Regions from separate parts of the Mus musculus genome. Here regions 1, 2 and 4 are each linked to region 3. Evidence: chromatin contacts called from public promoter capture Hi-C and targeted proximity ligation data. All regions are on one chromosome and are shown on one strand. The core of a region is the stretch at or near the end of the contact, and the rest is flanking DNA. Distances in the headings are between cores, read along the strand shown.

Region 1 (2,700 bases), core at 53-2,552, 560 kb before region 3:
TTGTCGAATCTCCCTTGAGGGTTTCAGGGACCTTGAAAAGGGCAGGAGGACCTGCTGTCTTGCAGTTTTACCCCTGTCCACTCTCTGCCATCCAGAAGCAAGCGTTGGTCAGTGTTGTGTCCCAGTAGCTGGGAAGGGCACGGCTTTGCCCTGATCTGTTCTGCAGGGCTAGGAGTGAGCCTGCCACTAACCCCTCTCCACCACTTGCTCACTCTTGGCCTTGGCCTTGGCCTTTAGGTCCCTGGTGGAGGGAGATGACCCATGCCAGGTCCAGCACAAGATGTGAAGATTAAATGCCTATTCTTACTGAAGGTTTGATGTGGAATCATGGCTGCAGTGATATGTTTTTATCAGCGCTTGGTGGTTTTAAAGTGCATGCTATTTTATTATCTTCTTCTGAATAAAATGTATTTACTCAAAAGTCTCTGCTGACAAACTCTCTTCCTTCTGGACTTCTAGCAGAAATCTGTTGGGAGGAAGGGAGGGCTCAGGAAGGCAGGATGTACCTGGTACCTTTCCCCCTAGGACTCTGGAGGGAGGCATGCACTCTCTTGGAAAGCTTGCAGATCTGGCAGCTCTGTTGGGACTGAAGTTGCCCCTTCCTGCAGGGTGCTTATATTGCTAGCTTGGGGAACCTGGAAAAACTGGCTTCCCTCCCAGACTCAGGAATTTACTGAATAAGGTTCTCAATGTGGCTCCAGGTGGTTCTGCTCTTTTGTGTAAGGCCCGGGCACGTTTCTGTTTCTTTTTCCTCTTTAAGTTGCCATGGAGATGCCAAATCTGGACCTCTCCCAACACTACCTGAGGGCAAGGCTAGGTGGCACTGGGAGTCAGGACTCCCTCAGAAGGGTTGACCAGCCTACACCCTTCATCCTTAGGGACTCTTTCTGGGATAGGTTTGGGCATGAGACAAGCTGCCTCCACGGATGGCCTAAGGTGGTCTGGCCTGGTTTGGCCTCTCCTTTTCTGCCCCAGCAGCTCTGTTCTCTTATGTCCCTGAATTCTAGATGCCTTCACAGGTGAGATGCCTGTGGGGAGGGTATGAGGCAGAGGAAACGGGTTTTGTTTGTTTTTCTCCTTGATCATCGGCTTCCACGAGGAATCCCAGAACGCACCTTGTGCTTCCTGGCAGAGGACATCAATCTGCTTAGTCTCCAGGGACGCTGCCTTATTCCAATCCTAGGCACCCTAGGCACGGGGCCACGCTCTGGGTTTTGGGATCCGCAGGGCACTAGGACCCGGCGGGGCGAAGGGGACAGCCCATGTGCCTGCGTTCCCTCCCACCCCACTGCTCCTGCTCCATTGTCTGGGAACTGCAGCCGCGGGCCGGCGGCGCAGGGAACTAGCTGGCCACAGCGGCTGGCGCGGAGCGGGCGCGGGAGATGTGGGGACAGATTGCAGCCACCTGAGCCGCGCGCCGGTTACCCTCCTTTGGTGGGAAGGAGTGCGCCTCGATGACTGAACGCAAGGCTGCGGCCCCTCGGGGGCCCTACGGTGCCTGGTTCTGCCTCCTGGTGGCTCTCGCCCTGGAAGTCGTGAGAGGTCAGAGGGAAGGGAGGGGTGGGGAGGGGCGACCTGGCCCTGTCCGTCCGAGGCCACGCGCCATTGATGCCCCCAAGCCACTGGACTCTAGAACTAAACCTAGAGCGATGCCCTGGAGAGGTCTAACCTTGGGAAACCGGTTCCCAGCCAACAGCCCTTTGGCTTTCTTCTCTGTGCACCACCTAGATGCTCCTAAAGTCTTTTCACTCCCATCTTCACTAGCCCGGTCCCAACTCCTCTGCGAGCCCCTCTCCAGCCGCGACATCTAACCCGGCTGCCCTGCTTCCCCGTGCACCACCTCTTCCTAACCTGCAGTTCTAGTCCCCAGAAACCCGCTGGTTAGTCACAGGAATGCAAAACAGGCTCTTTGCCTGAGACCCGAGAGATATGCCTCTGCCCCCCCCCCTCTCTCCCTTTCCCCCTCTCTCTCTCCCCCTCTCTCTCCCTGTTCCAAGGAGATCTCCAACATTGGAGTCTTCTGGGAGAGTCCCAGCCTTGCCTTTCCGAGCCCTTGTGGGTGCACCCATCACTGAGTACGAAAGGGGCAGCAGCTACCGCGTGCCTGCCATAAGCTGGGGCTGAAAGGTGGAAGATGTTATGGGAATTGGGAGATGGCGAAGTAGTCTCTACCTTTCTGCCCCCATCAAGAGGGCTGGATTCTCCGTGATGGGAGACCATGGAAGTCCGTGGGAGTCAGGCTACTGAGCATCTTGTAATTATGGAAACATTGAATTAGAAGGTGGACCGGAGCCACCCTAAGGACCAACAACAGTCACTCACTTGTTACCCTTAGGGATACTGGTGCGCGGGCGCGCGCGCGGGGGGGGGGCACTCTAGAGAAAAGCCCCGCCGTCCCAGCTCAGCTGTGGGGCTGAGAGAGCTGGTTCTGGAACTTCTTTTAGGTACCTGCTCCAAACCCTGCAGAACCAGTGGGGGTCCTAATAACCCCTCCACAGTGAGGGAAGGAAAGCTTTTTCATTTGGCTCACTAACAATCTCACTTCCAGTATGATCTACACCAAGCTTCCAAAACCCTCCCCTGCTCACCGGGTTATGAAATACTCCCACCCCTTGTACCAGTGAGGAAGGAAACCCAGGCTCCAAGATGCTGGTGACTGGCCCATCTTTCATGGAGTAGAGCTAGGGCATAAAGTCAGAT
Region 2 (2,700 bases), core at 85-2,584, 780 kb before region 3:
TACAACTAATATATGCTAAAAGTAACTTTTTGAAAAATGAAAAAATAAGACAGAGGAAAACATCTAGACTTCTGACCTATAGACACACACACATCATGCATGGACACACACACATACACATACACACAATAAAACAATATCAAATTTGAAGAAATGATCCCACAGATAAGGTCTAATAAAAAGCTGGCTTTAAAAACTTGGGGGCAAATCTGAAAAGGGTATTGGCAAGGTTTGATTGAATTAGAATTTTTCATCCTTTTTGCTTTCAATGTCCCTTGTGTGTGCCTACCCAAAACTTGTCCTGTGCTTTCTTCCCTTCTTGGCTTTGTCCCTTTCGATAGCCTCTGCCTATAATGTTCTTTCAGTTGGTCAGCTTGCAAAGTGCCAGCCATCCTCTCATCTCAGTGTGCTCAGTCAGGGAGAGTCTAATGAGTGTCTTTCGTATGCCAATTGGAATTTTTAAAAAGTCAATATGTCACATCTGATTCCAAAGACCTCACTGCTCCAGTACAGCAGTTCTCAGACAAGATCCTTATTTTCCAGGTGAGATAAAAATAAATGGAAGGGGGGCTGGTGAGATGGCTCAGTGGGTAAGAGCACCCGACTGCTCTTCCGAAGGTCAGGAGTTCAAATCCCAGCAACCACATGGTGGCTCACAACTGACTCCCTCTTCTGGAGTGTCTGAGGACAGCTACAGTGTACTTACAATAAATAAATAAATAAATAAATAAATATAAATAAATAAATAAATGGAAGGGAAGAGAGAGATGACTCCATGGTTAAGAGACATCTGCTCTTGCAGCATACCCAAGTTCTATTCTCAGCAACCACATGGTGGTTCACAACTGTCTGTGAGAGCAGTCACTGCACACACAAAGCAGATAAGCATACATAGAGGCAAAATATCCATACACGTTACATAAAAGTAAATGACTTTAAACCTATGGAAGAGAGTTGAGTGTAACTTTCATTTTATCCATTGATTCCATCTTTTCTCATTGCAGTTCAATGATTTCAAGTGTCTAAGCACTCCAGCTCCACAGCTCTCTCTGTGTTCTCCTGGGATCATGTATTTCTTTGCTGTGAAACTGAGTCAACCTGTCCTCTATTTCAGCACAGTACATCCAGCCCTGAATGTCCAGGTCATTCTTTTGTCTCCTAGAACACCCAGCACAACCTCAACTCTCCATTCAGGCACCTTGAAGCCCTTGACAAAATGAGCTGTATTTAATTGGTTCCATAACTAAAACAGGAAGCAAATGTGGGTGTGGAAGCTCTGACCAGCTGCTGACCCAGGCCTCACCCAGGAAAGAAGTAGAGAGGACTTTGGATCATTCTAAATGAATCGCCCAACTGCACAGGGTGCAGTCAATCTCTCGGGGAGTAAGTTTTCTACAGCAAAGAGTTGGGAACCGGAGCAAGAGAGACTTACTTGGCAACCGGGCACAGTAAGGTGAGTGTGTGTGATCAAATGGTTATATGAATTGCTGATGAATGGAGATAAGGGGTTTGTGTCAAATGAGACATGGGGAATGTAAGTGGATGAAAGACGCTGGAGAGGTATATTGGGTGAAAAACATAGAAGGGTGTATTGTACTTATTTTATTGTGTCTGTTCCAAAAACAGAATGGAAGAAGAGAAACTTTTAAAGGTATACCACTCACTGGGTATGGGTTAATGCTGAGACCCACAGGGTAGAAGGATAAAATCAACTCCCACCAGTTATCTTCTGGCCTCCAAGTGTGTAACATGGAAGGCACACATACACACATACACACACAAATAATAAAATGGCCCTAGAAAATTAAACCAGACAACACACACACCCACTACACTGACAATAGACTTCCCTTGAGCACAATGGCCTCCATTTTTCTAATATGTACATGACATTGGAGAAGTCAACACTACTGTCACACTCTGTTTCCTTTTCCAAAATCTAAGAGAACTAAACTCCATGTTCCCCAAGAGTCTTTCTACCTGTGGGACTCTGAGATCAGATAATTCCACTGTACACAAAACAGGATCAAGATAGTAGGAGACATGCAAAGAGTGAAATGGCACAGCCTGGCTTCCGGGAGTGCCTAGCCTCTCCGGGCTTTACTTTTTCATCCATGGGACAAGTTAAAACTGTAAGAGAAGCATTTGTAAAGTGTTGGTTGCCTGGCACTTACCTGGCATATGCCTGGCATTCTCAACAAGCCCTGAAATAGAAGTTTAACATTATCTCTAAGATGGTGTTAACAAATAGGTGGGGTTGAATTGCTCAGGTAAAAATCATTCTTGGTTATTTTAAAGTGTTTAATGTCCTATGTGTGTGCGTGTGCATGCACATGATCAAGTATGTGTGTTCACATGTATATGGAGACCACAGGACTATATAGGGTGTCTCCCTTACTCGCTCTCCAGAGATCCCATCTCTCCTGTCCCACAGGTGCACCTAGCAATAAAGACAATATCAATAGACTTGTTATTATTATTAATTACTGTTATTATACTTTATTTACTTATTGTTTATGGTCACACAAGTGCCACTAAATGTTCTTGGAAATTAGAGAACAAATTTTAGGAATCAGTTCTCTCTTTCCACCACGTGAGTCTCAGGGTCCAAACTCAAGGTCACCAGGCAGAAATGACTTTACCTGCTGAGTCGTCTCACTGGCCCTACACTTGGCTTTTTACAAAAGGTGCTGGGAAATC
Region 3 (2,700 bases), core at 191-2,690:
AGGGATGGCCACGTGGGCATGCTTTCTCCATTAGGAACTTTGGTGAGTAAGGAAAAGAGCTGATTTTGCAGAGTCCTTTCTGCCTGGCATCAGTTGATCTACCATGGTTCACAGGACCAATATAATTCTTTCTTCCAGGTGTCTGGGACTTTGAAGCAAGAGATATTATCTCCAACTGTGTGGTTTGAATGGACCATGACAATCTAGAGATAACGTCCCTGAACCCAGGCCTCCCCAGATTTCTGAACTTCCTGAGACATCGGGAGCTCCTCTCCAGGAATTCTTGAAGTGCTCATATTTGTTCCCCAAATCCATTTTCTTTACCTAAGCCAGAGCTTATCTTTGCAATAACCGTAGATGCTACCGAATTGCCTGGCGAGGGGCTGAACTCTGCAACGAGGAGAAGTCTGTCCCGGATGCAGGGTTTCACTTTCAGTCAGATGTCCACCTATGTCCTCCAGGCCTACAGAACAAGTCAATCATCCTGACGTCATTCTCAGAATGACGTCTGAGCCCAGGAAACATTTCACACGCTTGCTTTCTGCGTTACTTTCCTTTCGACCTCTCATATCTTTCTGCTCGACTTTGGAGACTTAACTGATTGCATCATCATGACCGCTAGATCCAATCTTACCTATGACCCCCTGTGCAGCTGCAGCTCTTAGCTTAGCCCCCATGTGACCTGATATCTCTAAGGGCAAGCCTGCTCCCACCCACTCCCCAGACTCAACCCAGAACACCAGCATAGCTGTGTCCCTGCCAAAAAGCAGCTTTCAGGAAGGCGAGTTGAGCGACTTGCGCATGAATGGATGGGCGTGTGTGAAGGAGAACAGGAGGGGCGATTTTCTTCATTTATCAGAAAATCAAAATTGATCAAACTCCCCTTTTGCTGTCAGGCACTATGCTGGGTGTTGAGGAGGGTGAGAGTAGGGGGGAAGAGGAGGACATAGATAAAGATGTGTCCCAACTCCTCAAGACGCTGCTAGGTCCCCTGAAGGAGGTGGAACCCATCTCTCTCCTTTCCTCCCCCAAACAAACCAGTTCTCCGGTGATCCTACTTGCTATTTTTCATCTCCCACGCTAAACCCTGTCACGCGGGACCTGAAGGAGGGGAACCCAAGCAGCTACCGTGCCCCTGTTCAGTGCCCACGGTCCAACCCCTTTCGTCTGCCCACGGAACCCCCGTGGAGGCCTCAGCCCCGCGCCCACCGCCCCCACGCGCGGGGATCCAGGGCTCCACCACCTCGGGCCTGCGCGCCTCTCCCCTCCCTGGCGCTAGGGGGCGCTGCCGCCCCACGGCCGTCGCCATGGTCACCGCTGGCGGCGGAGTGGGGTTTACGTAAAGGACGCAGCGTCCCCCGGGGGGCGGAGGCGGCCTTCGCGCCGGCGCCGGCGCCCTGCGGAAGCAACGTTAGTGAATAGGGGCCTTGGGGAGCCCAGGATGGAGGTGGCGGTCGCAGTGGCCGCGGCGGGCCGAGCCCTGCGGCGGGCCGGAGGTAAGGGGGCCCGGGCCGAGTCCCGGGCGCAGGAGCTCTGCGAGCGGCGTGGCGGGCTGGGCAATGTCCACTGCGCGCGGTGGCCGGTCCGACAGGTCCGCGGGCGGAGGTGCGGCTGCCACGCGCGCTCGTGGCAGGTGTGAGGTCCGCGGAGCCCCGGGCCACCGGCGTGGGGATGGTGACACGCATGGCACGGGCGTGGGCAACGTGGATACAGCACGGGCAGCGTGATTTTTCCTGGCGAGGGTGTCAGAAGACTCACCCCCGCCTTGGTGTAGCGGTGGCCGCCCAGGTGTGAGGAGGGTGCACCCTCTGTACAGGAGGGCGATGCACGCAGCTGGTGCTGGTGGGTGGCCAGCTGATGCTGGGCCGTGATGGTGCGGTGGGCATGGGTGTGAGAAAGTGCTGCCATTGCTTGGATGTTGGTTGGCATGGTTCTGGCCTTGGGCTTGACATGGTTTGGAGTGATGGTCCTGGGGGCTTAAAGAATCAATGTCCTGGGCATGACTAGTGGCTCCGGCCCTGCTGTGAGAAATGGCCTTGGCTTAGCGCAGTGCCCTGGAATGACTAATACTGTGAGGGAAGACAGGTGGCCCTCAGACCCTGGTAAATAAGAGGGTAAATACCCACCCTTACAGGGAGATCAGTAGGGGCGACGTCTCTGTCATGGGGCTCAGCATTAATGCCTGTTGGTGTGCTGGCCTTGGGGCAGAAGGCTGGAAGAAGGTTGGTGTTTTTTATGATGGATGAGAATAAGAGACACCATGTGTCTACCATGAGGTTCTTGGTTGCTGTCCCAGGTAGAGCTCTGCTCAGTTATGAACCTTTACCTGGCTCATGAGTCCTCCCCCATTTGGAGGAAGATGGGAGGAATAGGTGGTTCTCACTGGTGGTCCTTGTTTCTGATTATAGGAGACTCAGAAGGGTATAGAGAAGTAGCCCAGGCTACGTCGTCCCTGGGCCCTTCCTTTCACTTGGTTGATGGCGGTGCTACTGGGTTTCTGGGAATTGTATCTTTTGGGCTGCGTGGAAGATGGTTCTGTGGCTACTGGGAGTGTTTGGAGATTGCATATATCCTAACTAGTCTTCTGAGAAGCTTTGGAGAAGGTCCCCCATCTCTCTATCTCTTTCCTTCCCTCCCTCCCTCTATCTCTCCCCCCTCCCAGCCCCCATCTCCTTCCTCCTCTCATTGCCACATGATGTC
Region 4 (2,700 bases), core at 53-2,552, 530 kb before region 3:
TCCATTCCCACATTCTCTCAACAAAACCTATTTAACACCTACTATGTGTTACGAGGGGGGGCTCATTGGTGAGCTAAATGCACAGTCTACTTTCTAGCCTGGTTCAGCACGCCTAGGCAGCCTGGTCCTTCCCGCTCTAGCCCTTTCCTCCCGAATCTTTTCCTTCCCCAGCAGCCTCCCTGCACAGCCATCTGCTGAAACTCCGCTTGCCCTCTTGCCCAGGACACAAACAGCGAGCAGTCCTCAAAGATGGGATCCAGATTCTTTGGCACCTCTGTGCAACTCCCACCTGGGTTGGGGCACGTGGAGGTGGGGGGGAGTCCTTCTCTGAGACCCCCTATTCTTTGGGGTTTCCTTTGGAAAAGCTTAGGCCCTTGCTACGTGCACCCCAGGACTGGGGAAATGGTTCAGTAGTTTGCCAAAGAAGCATGAGAAGCAGAGCTCAGACTGTCAGGACCTACACAAAAGCCCTGCAGGTATGGCAGCCTCCTGAGATCCCAGCACTTAGGAGGCAGAGATGGGGACCTCCAGCGTAAGCTGGCGAGCTAAACTTGTGGAATCAGGAGCTCTAGATACAGTGAGAGACCCAACCTCGATAAATAACAGAGAACAATTGAATTGAAGAAGACTACTCTGACATCAGCTTCAAACTTACATACACACACACACAGACACACACACACACGCACAAATATACACACACATAGATACACACATTCATACATGTGCATATACACTACGCATACCATATGCTCACACACACACTTGCACACACATGCACACACATGCACATACTTTCTCTCACAAACATACACACACATGAATGAACACACACACACACATATTCACACACATACATATATACACATACACGCACACACACTACACACGGCACACCTGACATACCCCTCGATACACACACGCAAAAGAAGAGTCCATCAAGACTCTGTCCTCCTGCCTCTTAGTCACCACATTCCCAAGGACAACACAAACCTTGGAATGCAACCCCATGAGAGCTGGATTCTGTGGGAGGGGCAGCAGGGGCGCATTAATTCACTCTTCTAGCACCAGTTACTAGAGCATCTCTGGGAATGAGCTGTCTCTTTGTGTCCAGGAAAGAAGGCACAGCCTCTTTGTCTTTCTTGGAAGACCCTCAGGGATGCGTTCATTGGACATGGCCTCTGTGATTCTTAGGGTTCACTTTGGTTGGTGGGCTTATGGAAGGTAGCTTGGCTCCCCCACCCCAACAGCCCTGTAACAGCACCCCTGTTACAACAGCCTGGCTTCCTGGAGACCAAAACCACAAGCAGAAGGTAGAGGCGTGAGACACTCACAGGCTGGGCCTGTGTGTAGGAGAGAGAGTGCGCAGCACACAGGGCACTGAGAACAAGAACAGAAAGGGCACCACGGGTGAGACAAGCCATCGGTGGCACAACCGTCTCCCGGAACCAGGATGGCACTTCCTATGGGCAGGCGTGAGTAGCAGTGGAGACAGCACCAGACATGTGGCTCTTCCTTGGGATCGCTGGATTGCTGACAGCAGTTCTCTCAGGTAGATCTCTTCTGTCACCTCCTACAGCTCGTGCTAGGGGACCCGGGTTCTGTCTGCTTGGCCCCTTGCTAGCTGTTTCCTCATGGCCACCTTTGTAGAGCCTTTTAACCTAAGACCATCCTGGTGTGACAACAGCTTGGGGCTTGAGGTGACGCAGGGACCCCTTAAAGGGCCGGATGATGCTCTCATCATAAAAGGCCTCCTGGGAGTGAGGTGAACGAACCTCATGCCTGACTTGGGGCCTAGGTCTGAGGAAGGAGCTCCCCACGCATCCATAGGTGCAGGAAGCACCCGCTTCTCCCACCTTCTTACCATCTCACAGGAAGGAAGGAACGACTCCTTTGAGAGGGAGGACCAGCCAGCATCAGTATTTTCCATGTTAAGTCCCAGAGTGGGGTTCACCAGGACCAGAGACAGAATCCAGGGAGACCCAGGGGACTTCACTCTTAGTGACTTCGGTTCAACCTCTTGGATGAATTTGAGACACAAATGATCAAGAAGGCTTTTGAGTTCCTGAGCTGCTAAGTGCTGAAGTAGTCTTGCATAGTCTGGACTAGGGTTCTGGAGCAAAGGCCCAAGGTCGCCAGATACTTGATAGAGTGCACAGGCCAAGCTAGCAGAAACAGGCAATACACAGAGACTCAGGAATCCCTGTACATGGCAGGCATTCACATTTCAGGGTAGGAAGATGGTATAGAAACAGACTTAGGGTCTAAGGAGTTAGGTCTGCCTTACAGAAGGGGAGCCCAGGCAGAGGGATGGGGACATAAAGCTGGTCAGAGGTTATGAGCACTCGGGGAGTTCTGAAGTGTCTTCTTTCTGTCTGGATCTTCAGGCATTTCATCCAAGTCCCCTGGTGTTAATTGGCATGTGTTTTGCCCAGTAGAGGCCTGGGCTTTTGCTGTCCTTTCTTGACCAGCTGTTTCCAAAGCACTGGCTCTCGGAGCTCAGCCTCCTTCTACTCAGGCCGACGGCAAGGCCTTCTGCTTCTTCCTATCCATCAGTGCCACCACCTCTGCCTCTCTTAAGAGGCCTGACACAAGATCAGGCTTAAGTCCTAAAGGAAAAGGTCTGCTGACCGCTAAGACCGGGGCCCCAAACAAGCCAGCTCCTTCTCTTTCCACTGCTTCCCAGTATGGATGAGGGCT

Evidence for each region. Promoter capture Hi-C pulls out the DNA fragments that hold promoters and counts their contacts.
Region 1: a promoter capture Hi-C map of the HPC-7 cell line shows a contact between it and region 3, with 2.7 times the contacts expected there. A contact is called at or near these places in 3 of 39 promoter capture datasets (the HPC-7 cell line, HPC-7-derived erythroid cells and cranial neural crest).
Region 2: a contact with region 3 is called in a targeted proximity ligation map of pancreatic cancer cells. A contact is called at or near these places in 1 of 39 promoter capture datasets (the HPC-7 cell line) and 1 of 130 datasets of targeted methods (pancreatic cancer cells).
Region 4: a contact with region 3 is called in a promoter capture Hi-C map of liver, with 2.4 times the contacts expected there. A contact is called at or near these places in 2 of 39 promoter capture datasets (the HPC-7 cell line and liver) and 1 of 484 Hi-C or Micro-C datasets (cortical neurons).

Annotation. Positions count from the first base shown.
Region 1 is chr19:10,868,381-10,871,080 of GRCm38.p6, reverse strand. It overlaps Tmem132a (transmembrane protein 132A), which reads left to right and starts at 1,302. Exons shown (of 11, transcript NM_133804.2): 1 at 1,302-1,542. The coding sequence starts at 1,455. It overlaps Tmem109 (transmembrane protein 109), which reads left to right. Exons shown (of 4, transcript NM_134142.1): 4 at 1-421.
Region 2 is chr19:11,079,737-11,082,436 of GRCm38.p6, reverse strand. Ms4a8a (membrane-spanning 4-domains, subfamily A, member 8A) reads left to right here and starts at 1,334. Exons shown (of 7, transcript NM_022430.2): 1 at 1,334-1,453. The coding sequence starts at 1,341.
Region 3 is chr19:10,303,617-10,306,316 of GRCm38.p6, reverse strand. Dagla (diacylglycerol lipase, alpha) reads left to right here and starts at 1,440. Exons shown (of 20, transcript NM_198114.2): 1 at 1,440-1,496.
Region 4 is chr19:10,828,660-10,831,359 of GRCm38.p6, reverse strand. Cd6 (CD6 antigen) reads left to right here and starts at 1,302. Exons shown (of 13, transcript NM_009852.3): 1 at 1,302-1,552. The coding sequence starts at 1,504.